Linked DNA regions of Lactuca sativa: region 2 is linked to region 1. A link is a contact called in public Hi-C data. All regions are on one chromosome and are shown on one strand. Each heading gives the region's core, a stretch centred on a gene start, on an enhancer-like site or on the middle of the called end of the contact. The rest is flanking DNA. Distances are from core to core; before and after follow the strand shown.

Region 1 (4,453 bases), core at 662-3,161:
GCTAGATAAATCGGCTCCCTGCCAAAAGTATAACCCCATAATGGATGAGTTGTATTAAATAAAACAACCAAAGTGTTCAATGCTATGCATTGAGCACATTGGGTATGTTAATATTAACGTATGTTAATATTAACATATAGATGCGTATGAGGAGTTACAAAATAACACTTACAAGAGAATGAATCCCTTGTGACCATTCAGGAACTTTCTCCGAAAGAAGAGTGATATACTGCTCCATAGCCACATCCGGATCCATATTCCCGAGCTTTTGCCACGCATTCCTTGCATAGTAATGCCCTCCATCACTCATATCTTAATCACCAATCAAAACTATAAGGTCCTAAGATGCTTTTTCATCTTCTTAACTAATCCATTTTTTTATTATTTTTTCATAACTAATGTATCTGCAATATGGTTATTATGTCGGTTTTGCTTTCACTAATGTGTCGACAACAACTAATCATAAGTGGTCAACCTACATTATGTCTCTTTCTTTGTCAATTTTAATCTTGCAACCACAAGATATCATCAACCCATATCTAATCCACAAAGATAGTTTTCACAATTCTGTTCGAACAATTAATAGTTGTTTTCTTCTAGATGATAAAAATAACAGAAAATAGATATAATAAAAATGGATGAAAAAAAATGCAGAGGAAAGTTGAGAAATACCATTTGGAACGTGCGGAGAGCTTTAAAGCAATGGGCTGAGCTTCATGACAGGGGCCTTCAGTAGCAACCTTATGAAGTCCGTACAATTGCATCTGGATGTCACTTCCTAAACTCTGTAGATGATCATCTTGTTTACCATAATCTGCAGCCATGGCGAACATCTTCTCCAAATCACTCCTTTCAATTCCCTCCCAATCATCATCGGAATCTGAATCATCTTCCTCGGAAATCAGACCTTCATTCTCCTTCTCGGATTCATCAATACCATCATCACAAAACAATTTCAATTTCATACACATCTGATGCTTGTTATCAATAGCTGCACTTTGTTCAGGAATCATTACCCCTTTTAGCTTCTGATCAATTAATTCAGTGTTTCCCTCTTCGGTTTGATCGTCATCGACAACACAATGGATCACAGATTCCGCCTTTGGCTTATAATCATCATAATCAGCCTTTTCAACACCGCCAAACTCTTCCTCCGGTGACTTCACCACCGATTCGACGGCACTCAAGCTTTCGTCGTCGTTCTTTTCCATACCATCATCACACAGCAGCTTCGCGCCAATAGCTGCATTTTCGTCAGGAATCATTGATGCTTGGCTTGATTTCTGATCAATCGAATCAGTATTTCCCTCTTTTGTTTCATCGTGTTCAATAACACTAGGGCTAACAGATTCCGCCATTGGCTTAAAATCATTGAATTCAGCTTTTTCAACACCGCCAAACTCTTCCTCCGGTGACTTCACCACCGATCCGACGTCATTGAAGCGTATCATCTCTGCATCATGTTGACTCTCAAACACTACTTGTTTAGTTTCCGATGGTCCGGCGACGACTTTATTGACTAAAGTTCCTTCATGATCGACGGCAAATCGGACTTTCTTCAAACTTTTCCTTTTACTAATACTTTTCTCCATCTTTGGATTAAGCTCCTCCGCCAAAACCTTACTGAAATCACGGATCCTACTACGTCGATGATCATATTCATCGCCATTGGTCGCTGAAGATGCGATCTTTGCAATCAGGACAAAGAACACAAAAGCTGCAATAACCGTTATGAAAATCTGATGTAGCGTCTCCATTGGTTGAAAAAGAAAACTAAAAGTAAAGTAATAATACGAGTAATTTATGGGATTTTATACGAGAGACGAAGCTTGAGGATGAAGATGAAAGATTTTGATTTTGGTTGTCAGAGATGAGAGCAAAGCATATTCGCTTTTTTCTTTATGGTGGGGGGTTATGAAAGCAGCCACTTTTGCCCATTTTGTTGTGGGACCAAAAGGTGTTTGCGGGTCACAAGGTTTTCGTAATGCGTGTGCCGCCAGCCTTTGGATTCTATCTTATTTTTCCATAAGATTGACTTTAACCTAATCAAACAAATTTGGAGTGGATTTAAAAGAAAGTTAAAAATTTGGTGTTATTTTTTTTTTACCACATAGTTAAAAGGGTTTTATAAAATTTAATTATTTTAATTTTCTTTTTGATAAAGTTCTAAATATTTTTTTTAAACAAAAAAATATATTATTTTGAAAAAATCACATAATTTAAAAAAATATTAAATAATTGAGACTTTTTATTAAAAAATAAATTTAAGACTTTATCAAAAAATTTCCTAATATAACATGACTTCAAAAAGTCTCATGAACAAAGTATAGAGAGTGTTTGGTTTGTTAATTTTCAACATTGTTTATATAATTTGAAGACAAAATTACAAAAAGGGTCCCTGTGGTTGGTAAATTTATGTGTTTTTAATCTAAAACGAAAAGTTGGTGCACCATTGATCCAAAACTGAATCTTTCTATTGTTTTTGGTCTTTATCAATATAAAAAGACTATTATACCCTTATATTTGTTTTTTTATATTTATTCAAATGTTTTTCATTAATTAAAATTGAGAAAAAAGTCTCTCTCTCTCTCTCTCTCTCTCTCTATATATATATATATATATATATATATATATATATATATATATATATATATATATATATATATATGTCACCACCTGAAACTCTCTAGGTTCTGGAGACAAAGCCCTCTTTCATCCATCTTGATTAATCCTCCAGATTCTGTTGTGGCTAACTAAAACCAATTATGTGTACCTATGTTGTGCAAAATATACTAGATACAGATGCAAAATTTCCCCCAAACCAACTTCCATAATCACTTATCTCAGGAACCCCATTTCAAACAATAAGCATAAATTCACACTCTATGCAAATTTATAGTTAACAATCATTGAAATATGAAGATGAAAAACGAGAGCCATCATCAAGAATCACTATCAATCTGAGATCCATCATCAACAATCACCATTAGATTGGCGAAACAAAAATAGCATCACAAATTGTTTCCCAAACCGTCGGACCACAGTCATCCCCAATTCAAGGACACCTAGATAATTAAGAACCCTAAACTCGTAGCTTTTCAATATAGTGTAGTGAAGAAACAAACAATTTTAGTATTTTTACCTTGTGGAACTAATGGAATCCATGGAAAGAGTAATAATCTCATACTCATTTCCCTGAATCACAGTGAGGGCTACCACAATCAATCTCCTCTGTTGAAAGTGATAACACATATACATCATTCCTCTATCAAAAATCATAACACATATACATCACTCCTCTGTTGAAGCTAACGTCGGGGCTAGAGTTTTTAGAATAGATTCAGCCACCACCATCAATCTCGTATACCATCACTGTTCTCCTATATCATCTGTCGCAGTTAGGAAACCCTAACCCTCTGAAATGAAAACCCTAAACCTAAAAAATGTAGATCTTCGGCGGTGGTGTTTTTTAGAGACGAAGAAAGTTGGATGGTGCCGGTGGTGATGGTTTCTGAAAACTTTCGCCCTTTTCGCCGACGCCACCATATTCGCTCTTTATTTCTTCTTCGGTATTCGACCGTGGTGAGAATGGTGGTGTTCCAGGAAGAGGACGGGCGGTAAGGCAGTGGTAATGGTAACCGAGGTGATGGTTGAATTAAAAAGAACTGGGAAGAAATAAATCGGTGGGTCCAAGAGAGAGAAAGAGAGAGGGTGAGTCTAGACAAAAAAACACACAAAAATGTCAACCATAAGGACCAAAACCACACAAGGTATCTAATATTGGACCAGTTGTGCACCAACATTTTGTTTTGGACCAAAACTACATAATTTTGCCAACCACAGACACCATTTTTGCAATTTTGTCTAACTTGAATAGCTTAACATGGTAGATCACATCTTTATAAATCTTGTGGTGGCTATTGCCATTTGGTGTAAAAATGGTTTTTTTAACGACATATATATTAATAACAGAAACTAGCAAGAAGCTAGCATAAATTATAAATTACAAGCAAAAAAAAACGAAGAAATAGACCAATCCGACCAACAACTGTTTCTAAACATCGATCTATTATGAAACAAATTAAAAGATAACAACTGAATTTCATATGGCGCCTTAAGGGAGGCACTTCTCCTATTGCTGAAGACCAAAGCATTGCAAGCTTTCCAAATAACACACACCACCGAATATAAAAGCGTCAGCTCCAGTTTTTTCCTCTTTTTACTTCCCACCAGAATCTTCAATATAGAAATCAAGTCCTCGATACAAACTGGAGCAAAAACAAATTCTATGTTTTCATATATATGTCTCAAACACCAGTTTTTCCCTCTTTGGTAGTTATGCTCAAACTTTTGAATAATGATAATGTATTATCCATTTTAACGTTTCATTTTGATATTAATAGTTGAATTTATTAGTAAAAGAAAAACATATTACTGTTATTTCTGGGTGGTA
Region 2 (4,453 bases), core at 529-3,028, 230 kb after region 1:
ATTGATGCACTTTATCAATCTCTTGCCAAAATCCTATTCATATAACATACCAATCTCATTTGAACTTGTCCTAGGTCATTTAGAGCTTAATTATTAGTCATAATCAAAATGATCACTTAATTGATCACTAACTTTACTTGAGAACTTTGTGTCACAAAACTTACTAAGCTTCGTGTATATAGCATCTAGGTGACCTAATTCATTAAGCCATAAGCTAAATTTCACATTCCTATCAGTTTCACTAATTAGGGTTTATAACCCCAATTAACCCATTTAAGAATTCAACTGTAGAATTCATTAACTACACTCATAATCATGTTTCTTGTACTAATAGTAGAATCACACTGTAAGTTCAAGCTTTGGTTTGAGTTCTAATAACTCTTTTAAGATTATAAGTAGTTAAGCCTAATTAGCTTAATACAAAGGAAACAAGATACCTTAATACACTTTATATCTAAATCCTTACACCCTTTTCATTCTTGCTTCAAGTTCTCCCTTCTTCCCAACCAAAAAACTCGAGAGCATGGCTCTGGTTCGAGGTTTAAGGAAAATGATTCCCAATTGATATGTTTTACATAAGACATACATGAATGAAGTCTGCTAGAACGGGCACGTTCAACTACTAGACACACCATATCTAGTTAAGTGACCATGTGTTTTGGGAAATATGCTTTCTTTGTGTCGTGTACCATCATGCAACGCATCTGTCTCTGCATAGTACAATGCTCTTACTGAAATCACCTAAACGTACTGGATACCCCTTATAGATGCGCTATGTTTCCTACATATCATCAGATTCCTTAGTTAAATCCATTCCGGCTTGCTCATTTTCCATTCCACTTTAAATGCATAGAACTTACTCATCTTAAGTCAAAACGCCCTAATTATAAATCCATTATTAAGAAAAAACGTTTATTCCAAAATACATTTATCGAAAATCAGAGTAATATAAGAAACGCAAAATCTTCAATACTGTTGATGAGTATGTACAACAAATGTATTATCATGCATAACGGGCCCACACTCATCATATTGGAATACCTTGGCCCAATCAATCATCGGACTGGAATGCCAACATGTAACAGGTCCAATCAGTCATCGGACTGGAATACCCAGGGTTTGTTGGCATGCCGCCTTAACCCAACCACTCTTCTCGAGCCTCCGTGCCTACAACTTACAGCCGACCCGCACAAGGTATCTTGGCCTACAATATATAGCAGGACCACCTCAACCTATCCCACTACCATATGCTATTGCACGTAAGATGTCGTAAGAAAAACCTAAAAAAAATCATTCATAAATACTGAATGAGTACCAAAACAAAAATGACTTATTTTGCAACAAAAAAATATATTATTGACTAAATGTGCACAAAAATAATAATGACTAAATGTGTACAAAATGAGAAATATATTACCTTGTCAAATCATTTTTACTAGCTAACCTAAGTAGTCGGTCATAATGATTAAATGTACACAGTTTAACAAGTTGAAAGGGTAAATATGAACGAGAAAAAAAAAACGCAATAACTAAATGTATAAAAATCAAAAAATATATTAACATTTTAAGTAATTATCTCTTTCAAAACATATTACGTAACATTACTATCATCTTTCGGCCTAAATAATCCTCTTTTATTTATAGACGTCCGTGTAGATGGAACTAAATTCTATATACTTGACGAATAAAGGTTAGATACGGAAGCTATAAAGAAAAAAATAAAAATAAATAAAGAGCAAATCGGTAAAATAATTGGGTATAAATATCTACCCATTTCCATCCAAAGAGTCGCACCAAATTGTAGAATTAGGGTTTTGAATTCGGTGGGTGAGAGAGACAAAGAGGCAGAGATCAGGGAGCCATGGGTGGCGGAAATGCTCAGAAATCCAAGATGGCCCGTGAGAAGAACTTGGAGAAGGCCAAAGCTGCCGGAAAAGGTACGTATTTACTCAAATACCCTTCCCCGATCCCCCTTTCCTTCCGATCGGTGAAACATATGGCAATCTAATCTATGATCCTGCTATGTCATGATGCCTATGCTTTGATCTCTGTAATCGACTGATTATCTATGTTATCTTTCGCAGGAAGTCAGCTTGAAGCCAACAAAAAAGCTATGAACATCCAGGTTTGGTCTTAATCTGTTGAATCATCAACAATCATTTTATTATATGACTACAAAGCTATCAAAATTAGCTAAAACAATCGTATTTTGATGATCGGTTTTGTGATGTCTCGTAAATCATCTGTTTGGGGATTCTATTGGACACACCAATAACGCGTCATTTTCATTTAGAAAATTGGTAGCTCTTTGTGGTACGACTTTCAGATAGGATCTATCTAGTTCTTTACGACTTTCACACACGACCATCATAGTAGTGCTCTTTTAGATCCGTCGATATTTGTCACAGATTTTGATGAAATAATCGCTGCTAGTTGATTATCTGTTAAAATGTTTGGTGTCAAACAATTTATTCTTTAACTTCAAATATTCAGAAGGTCCTAGGTACGCAAATGATGGTTTTTTCTTTGAATTTACAACAAAATTCATGTCGAATTTGCATTTGGAAACTCTAGACAGGATCTAGGGAGTGTAATTCTCTTCTAAGGATCTAGTGGGACCCATTGATGTGGTTATTGTCAGGAAAATTGCAAAAGGAAGCTTTTTCTTTGTTCTTTAGAAGCTTTTCTAAGATCATCCAAAATAACCAGGTTTAGGTATTCTGTTGAGCTTTTGGCTTATTTTCTTAGCAAGATTTACACCACTTTTACTGTGAAGAAACCCTCTCATCCTCATCATAAAAAACAGCCTGTCAAGTGGGCAAGTGCCAAGTTACTAAAATGTCCTTGAATTTCTACATATTTACAAGATTAACATTATTAAAAAGGTTATAGTTTTAACTTATCGGGGCTTATGAATGTTGTTTGATTGGATATTTCAGTGCAAGGTGTGCATGCAAACTTTCATTTGCACAACATCTGAGGTGAAATGCAGGGAACATGCTGAAGCAAAACATCCTAAAGCTGACGTGTTGGCCTGTTTCCCTCATCTCAAGAAATGAAAAAGGAAAGAAGGTTTTAAAGTGTGGTTGGTTGGTTACTGTGAAATGTGGTTGAATGAATGAATGAATGAATGAATGACAGTAGTATATGTCTATAATATGAATATCATCATGTCTGTGTTGTTGCATCTTATGTTTCAGAAGCTCTACTAAAATGACACCTGCTTCTAATTGCATATTCATCTATAATGTTTTTGCATCAAATTACTACCTACACAAACTCGTCAATTCTTCAAATCTACTTGTTTTCAAGGTTAATAAGGTAATTCTGTCATAATAGAAAGATAATTTCACAAAATGATCACCAATAAATAACCCTCAATTTTCTATGTTTCATTATGTTATTAGACTGTAAAATAAGGTAGTGTTCACACCTTATGTGGTATCCAATATGATTAAATATATTTGTTTATGATATACCAGATGTGATCACAATAATGTAGTTAAACATAAAAGTTGTACTGATCTGTTTTTGGATATAATTAAATAAGTGACTTAAGAACAAGTTAAGAGTCGTTGAAAGCCACTTTAAATAAGTGACTTGTTATTTGGCATTAGAGTGGACCTTTGAAGGCGGTAGGACATTAGAATTGACTTATCGTTCACGATATACAAGTATTCTCGATGTCAATAAACAATGTGACCGAGTAATTTGTAGATAATACTAAAAACATAAATTTATAAAATATCCAGTTCTGTAAATCATGTAAACTCTCTTAAGATGTCGATCTATAGTAGTCCAACTAACAGTGAAAAGTTTAAGCAATGAGAGACTCATCAACGAATATGTTCAATTAGAATCGAGTTGTACATTAGTATACTTGGTACTCTTTAAGGGTTACCGATATATTTTATCTTAAACCGTGTACCGTATTAATTAGAGTTGGTACAACAAAAATTCTACTGGTCCTCTATCAAGTATACTTGATATCAATATGTTTAGTTACTAACAAGTTTGGTTCGTACAAAATGACAATTGTATCTGCCAATTTATATCAATTTATCAAGAAAGTTTGAAATAATGTTTTTTTTATATATATTTATAAAAAAACCTAGAAAAAATTTTTTCCAAAAAAATTATAAAAATTAAAGAAATACTTCTACTCATTATTTTAATGACTTTGTAAAAAAAATTTGTAAAAAATAAAAATGTTTTAGATACCAAATTTGATTCTAAAAGATTAAAAGTTATTAAAACAAATGTTAAATATAATATGATCAAAATAGAGATCATTCAAAAATATTATAATACAATATGTTTATGATCCTTAACTTGTTATGATCAAAAATTATTTTGATTCAGATATTTAATAATCATTAATTATTATATTTTTTATGATTTAAAATTAAATTATTCAAAAAATATAATAATTAAATGTTGTATTGAACAAAAA

The links. A called contact is a pair of places that touch in the nucleus more often than the background predicts.
Region 2: a Hi-C map of seed shows a contact between it and region 1, with 6 times the contacts expected there. The contact joins the promoter of LOC111886981 here to the promoter of LOC111886968 in region 1. A contact is called at or near these places in 4 of 4 Hi-C or Micro-C datasets (bud, leaf and seed).

Annotation. Positions count from the first base shown.
Region 1 is chr4:262,142,225-262,146,677 of Lsat_Salinas_v11, forward strand. LOC111886968 (acyl-CoA-binding domain-containing protein 3) reads right to left here and starts at 1,912. Exons shown (of 5, transcript XM_023883200.3): 1 at 673-1,912; 2 at 173-281; 3 at 1-18. The coding sequence starts at 1,757.
Region 2 is chr4:262,369,287-262,373,739 of Lsat_Salinas_v11, forward strand. It overlaps LOC111886981, which reads left to right and starts at 1,779. Exons shown (of 3, transcript XM_023883215.3): 1 at 1,779-1,937; 2 at 2,085-2,125; 3 at 2,940-3,241. The coding sequence starts at 1,862. The coding sequence ends at 3,059.